Linked DNA regions of Sus scrofa: region 2 is linked to region 1. Evidence: chromatin contacts called from public HiChIP or PLAC-seq data. All regions are on one chromosome and are shown on one strand. Each heading gives the region's core, a stretch centred on a gene start, on an enhancer-like site or on the middle of the called end of the contact. The rest is flanking DNA. Distances are from core to core; before and after follow the strand shown. Region 1 overlaps DPYSL2 (dihydropyrimidinase-related protein 2). Region 2 overlaps DPYSL2 (dihydropyrimidinase-related protein 2).

Region 1 (2,700 bases), core at 42-2,541:
TTTTATTTATTTATTTTTAATTTTTTTTTGGCTGCAACCTCAGCATGTGGACGTTCCTGGGCAAGGGACTGAACCTGAGTCACAGCAGTGATGGCACAGGATTCTTAACTGCTGGGCCACCAGGGAACTCTGAGACCTGCATTTTCATTCACATTCTCCCAACTTCCTCTTCTGTAAAAGGAGAGCGGGGGTGGTCTAGAGACCAGAGAGAAAATAGCTTAAAAACATTCCTGGGCCTTATCTCCGGAGATTCTAATCAACAAGTCTGCGCTGGGGCCTCAGATGATGGTGATGCAGAGATAAAGTCACTCCAGGTGATTAAGACCCAGGATCGCTGTAATAAGTGTCTCCAAGGCCTTTTCCTTTAGTCCTGAGTCATCCATCACACCAGACATGGACCAAGGGCACCAGAACCACTCTCCTCATTCGCCACCAGAGGGCAGGCCTGAGGCATGACGGCCAGATCGAGATGCTGGCTGTCTGGGTGCTGACAAAAAGACCCTAACGAAAACCTGTAGTCCCACAGAGAGTGCTGTACGAGTCAGGCAAGGACCATTGTGGGTGAGTGGGGGGGGGGGGGAAATTGTGTGCCAGCTGGAGATAAGAGGAGAAAGCCACGTCTATGAGATTTTATGAAGTGCACGCTTTCCTCTGAGCCTGATGTCCAACAAGATTTGATGAAACTTACTTCTTCTCAGAGTAAGGACTTCCTCAGGATGCTTCACAGCCTGGAGTTGACCAGCAGTCTTTCCAGTTTCAGCAAAATCAATGTAGGGCTCAGAGGGCCAGTGACTGCTGGCCCTCAGTGGGTCCCCACTCTGTGCCCCCCGTAAAGGACACAGCCACTGGGGAGGGCAGTGGGCGGGCTTGGATCCGTTGGTCCTTGGCTGGCTCTCTGCAGACTGCACCCCTTCAGGGTTACAGGCACAAAGCAAATGACTGTCATGGCCCGATTCCAGCCACAAAGAAGCAGCATCATTTCCAGTTCAGTGTCCTAGTTGGTGCCCTTGGTTTTTGGCAGAGCAGAATTCCAGTCCTTTCTCTTTGCCACTGCATTTCATTTTAACCTCTGCAGGCTGCCTTTGAAGCCACAGCCCTTGGCATCAGTTCTGCTGCAGAGTGGGGACTTGGACTCTCCTCTCCTTCGCTAGCAGTTTCTATTTGGACGTGCCCTGCTCGGTGGCATCCTGAAGGTCCCACTTCCACAGAGGCCTGGGGTGGCAGGCACAGAAGCAGAAATGATTACTCCCCTCTCTGCAAAGGGGGAAGATGAAACCAAGTGCAGTGGTGGGATGGACAGTGCTGCCCACGGTGCTGAGGAACTGAAAGCAACCCAGTCACTCCAGAGTGCCTGAGTGACAGTACTGCACCCTCCACCCCCAGTTCCCCTCAGGTTGTAGGACGGGAACATCTCAAAAGTCCCGACTGGGTGTCGTCACTCATCTATCCATACACCTCATCCTTCTTGAGCCCCTACTCTGTTGGCCCCATCATAGCATAAGAGATGAGTATGATTTTGAAAGAGGGAGTTCCCATTGTGGCTCAGTGGGTTAAGAACCTGGCATAGTGTACGTGAGGATTCGGGTTTGATCCCTGGGCTCATGCAGTGGGTTAAGGATCTGGTGTTGTCACAAGCTGTGATGTAGGTTGCAGATGGGGCTCGGATCTGGCATTGCTGTAGCTGTGGTGTAGGCTGGCAGCTGCAGCTCCAATTGGACCCTTGGCTTGGGAACCTCCATATGACGCATATGCAGCCCTAAAAAAAAAAGGAAGAAAAAGGGAGTTCTTAGACTCTGTGAGCTCACTGTTGACATGGAAGGAAAACCATGATCACCTGGTTATAGGTGAGGGCAGAGAGTGAAGATGGAATGAGATGATGAATGGTATAATACAGGCATACACGCACGAAGGGAAGGGAGAGAAAGAAACAATTGAAGAAATTGGTGCAGAGAGAAAATGATTAGAGATTCCCTGTCTGATGCTGGAGTCATTTTGGAATTGGATGTTCTCTTCCCATGTTTTCCCAGGCTTGGTGTTATGTGGCAGTTTTACTTAGGGGAGGTGTAGCTTAAAATCCAGGCAGCTATCCCTATGTCAGGAATAATAAGCTGCATGCGCACAAGGTCTCATGCAGTTCCAGGGACTTGGAGGAGAGAAGCTGGGTGGCAGCGCTAAGAGAAAGGCCTAGGTTGGGGACGTTGCTGACTTCCCAGTTCATCTCGGCAGGGACGTGGGAGAACCTTCGTTTCTTGCAATAGCAATGACAGTATTTGTTTATGCAGTAAATGTTGAGGCTCCCGCCATGGATCAGGTGGCATGCTGGTCACTGGAAAAAAAGAGAATTGCAAGGCTTTTAGCTTCTGGGAGCCAGACTGTAATAGAAGAAATGGATAAATCATTACGATGCGACAGGTTGTGTGTTACAGTAGAGGTGAACACAGGAAGCCGTACTGGACACTTTAGAGGGCGGATGGGGCAGATGCACCCACCGAGGAGGTGACACTTCAGCTCACCCTTAGAGGAAGAGAGAGGAAGAGCTGAGGGACACGTAGAGGGAGCAGCGCAGGGCAGGCCCGGATTTGAGAAGGCACCTGTTGGTGGGTATGTGTATCCCTGCCTGGGGATGGGTAATGAGGAGCAGAGAGGCTGTGGTCATAGCACCTGAATAGAACTCACTCCTGGATCACAAGGCAGGTTCTC
Region 2 (2,700 bases), core at 174-2,673, 37 kb after region 1:
CCTCAGAGCCAGGCCAGCCCAGCCCCACACTGAGTCCCTTTAGGTTGTCCCCCGGCCCTCCTTACTTTCCTGCATGCTTTCCTTCATTGGTTTGTAGTCTGGAATTTATTTATGGCCGACTTTGTGAAGTCTCCTCTCTTTTCTTTCTCTCTTTTTACTTTTTTGCTTTTTAGGGTCATACCCATGGCATAGGGAGGTTCCCAGGCTAGGGGTCAAATCAGAGCTACAGCGGCCGGCCTGCATCACAGCCTCAGCAACACCAGATCTGAGCTGCGTCTGAGACCTACACCACACACAGCTCATGGCAACTCCGGATCCTTAACCCACTGAGCCAGGCCAGGGATCCAGCTTGCATCCTCATGCATACTAGTTGGGTTTGTAAACTTTTGAGCCACAATGGGAACGCCACCTCCGTTTTCTTAACAGCAGCCTGGAGGCCACGGGAAGCAGAGTAGGGGACTTGCCTCCCCCGACCCCCATCATATGCAGGCAGGCATATGCGCGCGCACGCACGCACGCACGCACACACAAACACGCACATGCCCTGTGGTCATCATCCTGGTGCCTGGGGCCAAGGATGCTGAAGGAAGGGGGTCTGTTCGGGAAATCTGCCGCTCCTAGGGGCTGCCTCTGCTTCCAACTCTTAGGAAACTCACCTCCTGCTCTCCCCTGGAAGGAGAAAGGGGAGAACCAGGTCACTGACCCCAGCCTGCAGTTACCAAATCCCTTAGGGGATTTTGAAAATAAAAATCATTTCCATATTCTAAAAGCCTGCTGGGGAGTTATTGCCGTGATGTTTCCTGGATAAGGTCAGGTTTCTTTGCTTGCGATTGGAATTTTACAAGGACTTTGTAAATGATGATCATTTGTGTTTTCCGCTCTGCTTGGCCGTTTTTCTTGCATTTGATTGAAAATAGAATGGATGCATTTCTTTATGCCTAATACGTTCCATTTGATTGGAAAATTGTTTCCATCATGGAGACCCAGGGTCGGGAGGGGTGTGGGGAAGGAGGTTCCCGGGGAGGTGAAAAGTCTCTATTTATGTCTGTTGACAGAGGGTCTCTGTGATTCTTCCTGCTCTGGCATTTACTGTCTTTTACTTTATGACCAATGCCTACTTGCTGGGTAAACAGGACAGATTTGTTTTGCTTGGTTGAGTCTTATTCAGTTTTATGTGAAGACCGTTTGCCTAAATGAATAAATTAAAACTCCATGCCTTTCTTGTGGCACCTCGGGCTTCCTCCTCTCAATTATGCCTTTATCTGCCTCCCTCCTGCGCTCTGTCACTCTTCGTGGTTCTCCACCTGAGCCCCCTCCTGAGCCCTGCCCCTGCCGCCTGGTCCGTGGGCAGCCCTAGAGGGCGCCTTTGGCCCCACGATGCCCAAACGCTGAGCCCTTTCGCATTAGACCACAAAGCACAGCAGAGCATTTGCAGAAGACTGACTTCGTGCCAGGAATTAGGTCAAGCAGCCCTCTGTGCTCAAGACAATCCTCTTTTACTTTCAATTTATTTAACAAATGCTTATGTAAGACCCACTCTGCCAGGGACTGTTGGGAGCCCTTTACAAACACCACTTCGTGCCAACCCTGTGAGGAGGTACTATTATCTCCATTTCACAGATAAGAAAAACTGAGACCCAGAGAGGGTGAGGGATCCTGAGTCGTACAGCTAGTGGGTGGCAGAGCTGAGGTGCCCACTCAGGCAGTCTGACCGCAGAGCTCATGCTTTTGATCCCTATATGCTGAAGTAGCCATGGTTGCTGTTCTTATTTTGCAGATGGGGAAACTGAGGCACGGGGTGGGGTGGTTTAAGTCACTTGCCTAAGGCCCTAGAACTAGTCAGTGGCGGTGCCTGGATTCAACCCACAACAGCTGAGCTTGGAACCAGAGCCCCAAACTTGTGCAGTCAGTGCCCTGTGGGGTTTCCTCCTGCCCTGTTTGCAGCACACTTGGTGTGGACCGTTATAGCACTGCAGACCGTTCCCACACAGCACTTACTGGTTCTAAAAACTTACTGGCTCCCTCACATTTTTTTTTCCTCCGTGAACATGAGCCTATTTTGCTGGTGGAGTGGAGGCCCCATTGTTTGAGGGGGCCTTTGAGAGCCAACCAGCTGCCGGGCCTGTGAAGTCCCTGTCGGTCTGTGAGAATCCCCAGGACTTCAGGAGGCTTTAGCCGAATTCCAGGATGCAGATGCTAGCCTGAAGCAAATTTTGTGTCTCTCCCACCAGTGCGGGGATGTGAGATGCCATAAAGTTGGCCTGTTTCCAGACTAAGTCTCAGAATGCCTGTCTCGTTTCAGGAAACAGAGCCCTCTCCCACAGTTAGCCAACGATTTCAACATCTCTCAGAGAAATTCTACATGGGCCTGGGATTGGAAGCTTTGTTTTCTGAGGACTTTGGCTGGAATTTTCACCTTTGGCTTTCCTGGCCTGCTCCCTGGGCCACAATTTCATCATCCTGCTTTGGGACTGGCACTTCCTATTCAGTGTCTGTCTGTCTGTCTGTGAGCATTACACGGAGCTGAGAGAAAGCACAGCTTTGCTCTGTGTACCTCGAGGCTCAGGGGCTTGGGCTACTGCCTTGTCTAGTCTTGTCTGTTAACCAGGTGGCCTTAGGGGAGTCCTCTTAGGGCTCAGATCGACAAAGCCAAGAGCAGGGGCGAGGAGACAGGAGGACGAAGATGGTGGCCCGCGCCCC

What was found. HiChIP or PLAC-seq counts read pairs in DNA pulled down with a chosen protein or histone mark.
Region 2: an H3K27ac HiChIP or PLAC-seq map of alveolar macrophages shows a contact between it and region 1. The contact joins two enhancer-like sites. A contact is called at or near these places in 12 of 47 Hi-C or Micro-C datasets (alveolar macrophages, brain, embryonic fibroblasts and 6 more) and 2 of 2 datasets of contacts at active chromatin or transcription factors (alveolar macrophages and skeletal muscle).

What each region holds. Positions count from the first base shown.
Region 1 is chr14:10,462,385-10,465,084 of Sscrofa11.1, forward strand. The region is part of intron 1 of DPYSL2 (dihydropyrimidinase-related protein 2); the gene reads left to right. Among named protein-coding and RNA genes, the nearest start is that of DPYSL2, 35 kb to the left of the region's middle. Within about 2 kb of position 1,292, at least 12 of the 83 cell types and tissues checked have an H3K27ac peak or open chromatin away from gene starts, as enhancers often do. A contact at or near this core is called in alveolar macrophages and retroperitoneal adipose tissue, where this site is marked.
Region 2 is chr14:10,498,773-10,501,472 of Sscrofa11.1, forward strand. The region is part of intron 3 of DPYSL2 (dihydropyrimidinase-related protein 2); the gene reads left to right. Among named protein-coding and RNA genes, the nearest start is that of DPYSL2, 72 kb to the left of the region's middle. Within about 2 kb of position 1,424, at least 41 of the 83 cell types and tissues checked have an H3K27ac peak or open chromatin away from gene starts, as enhancers often do. A contact at or near this core is called in alveolar macrophages and retroperitoneal adipose tissue, where this site is marked.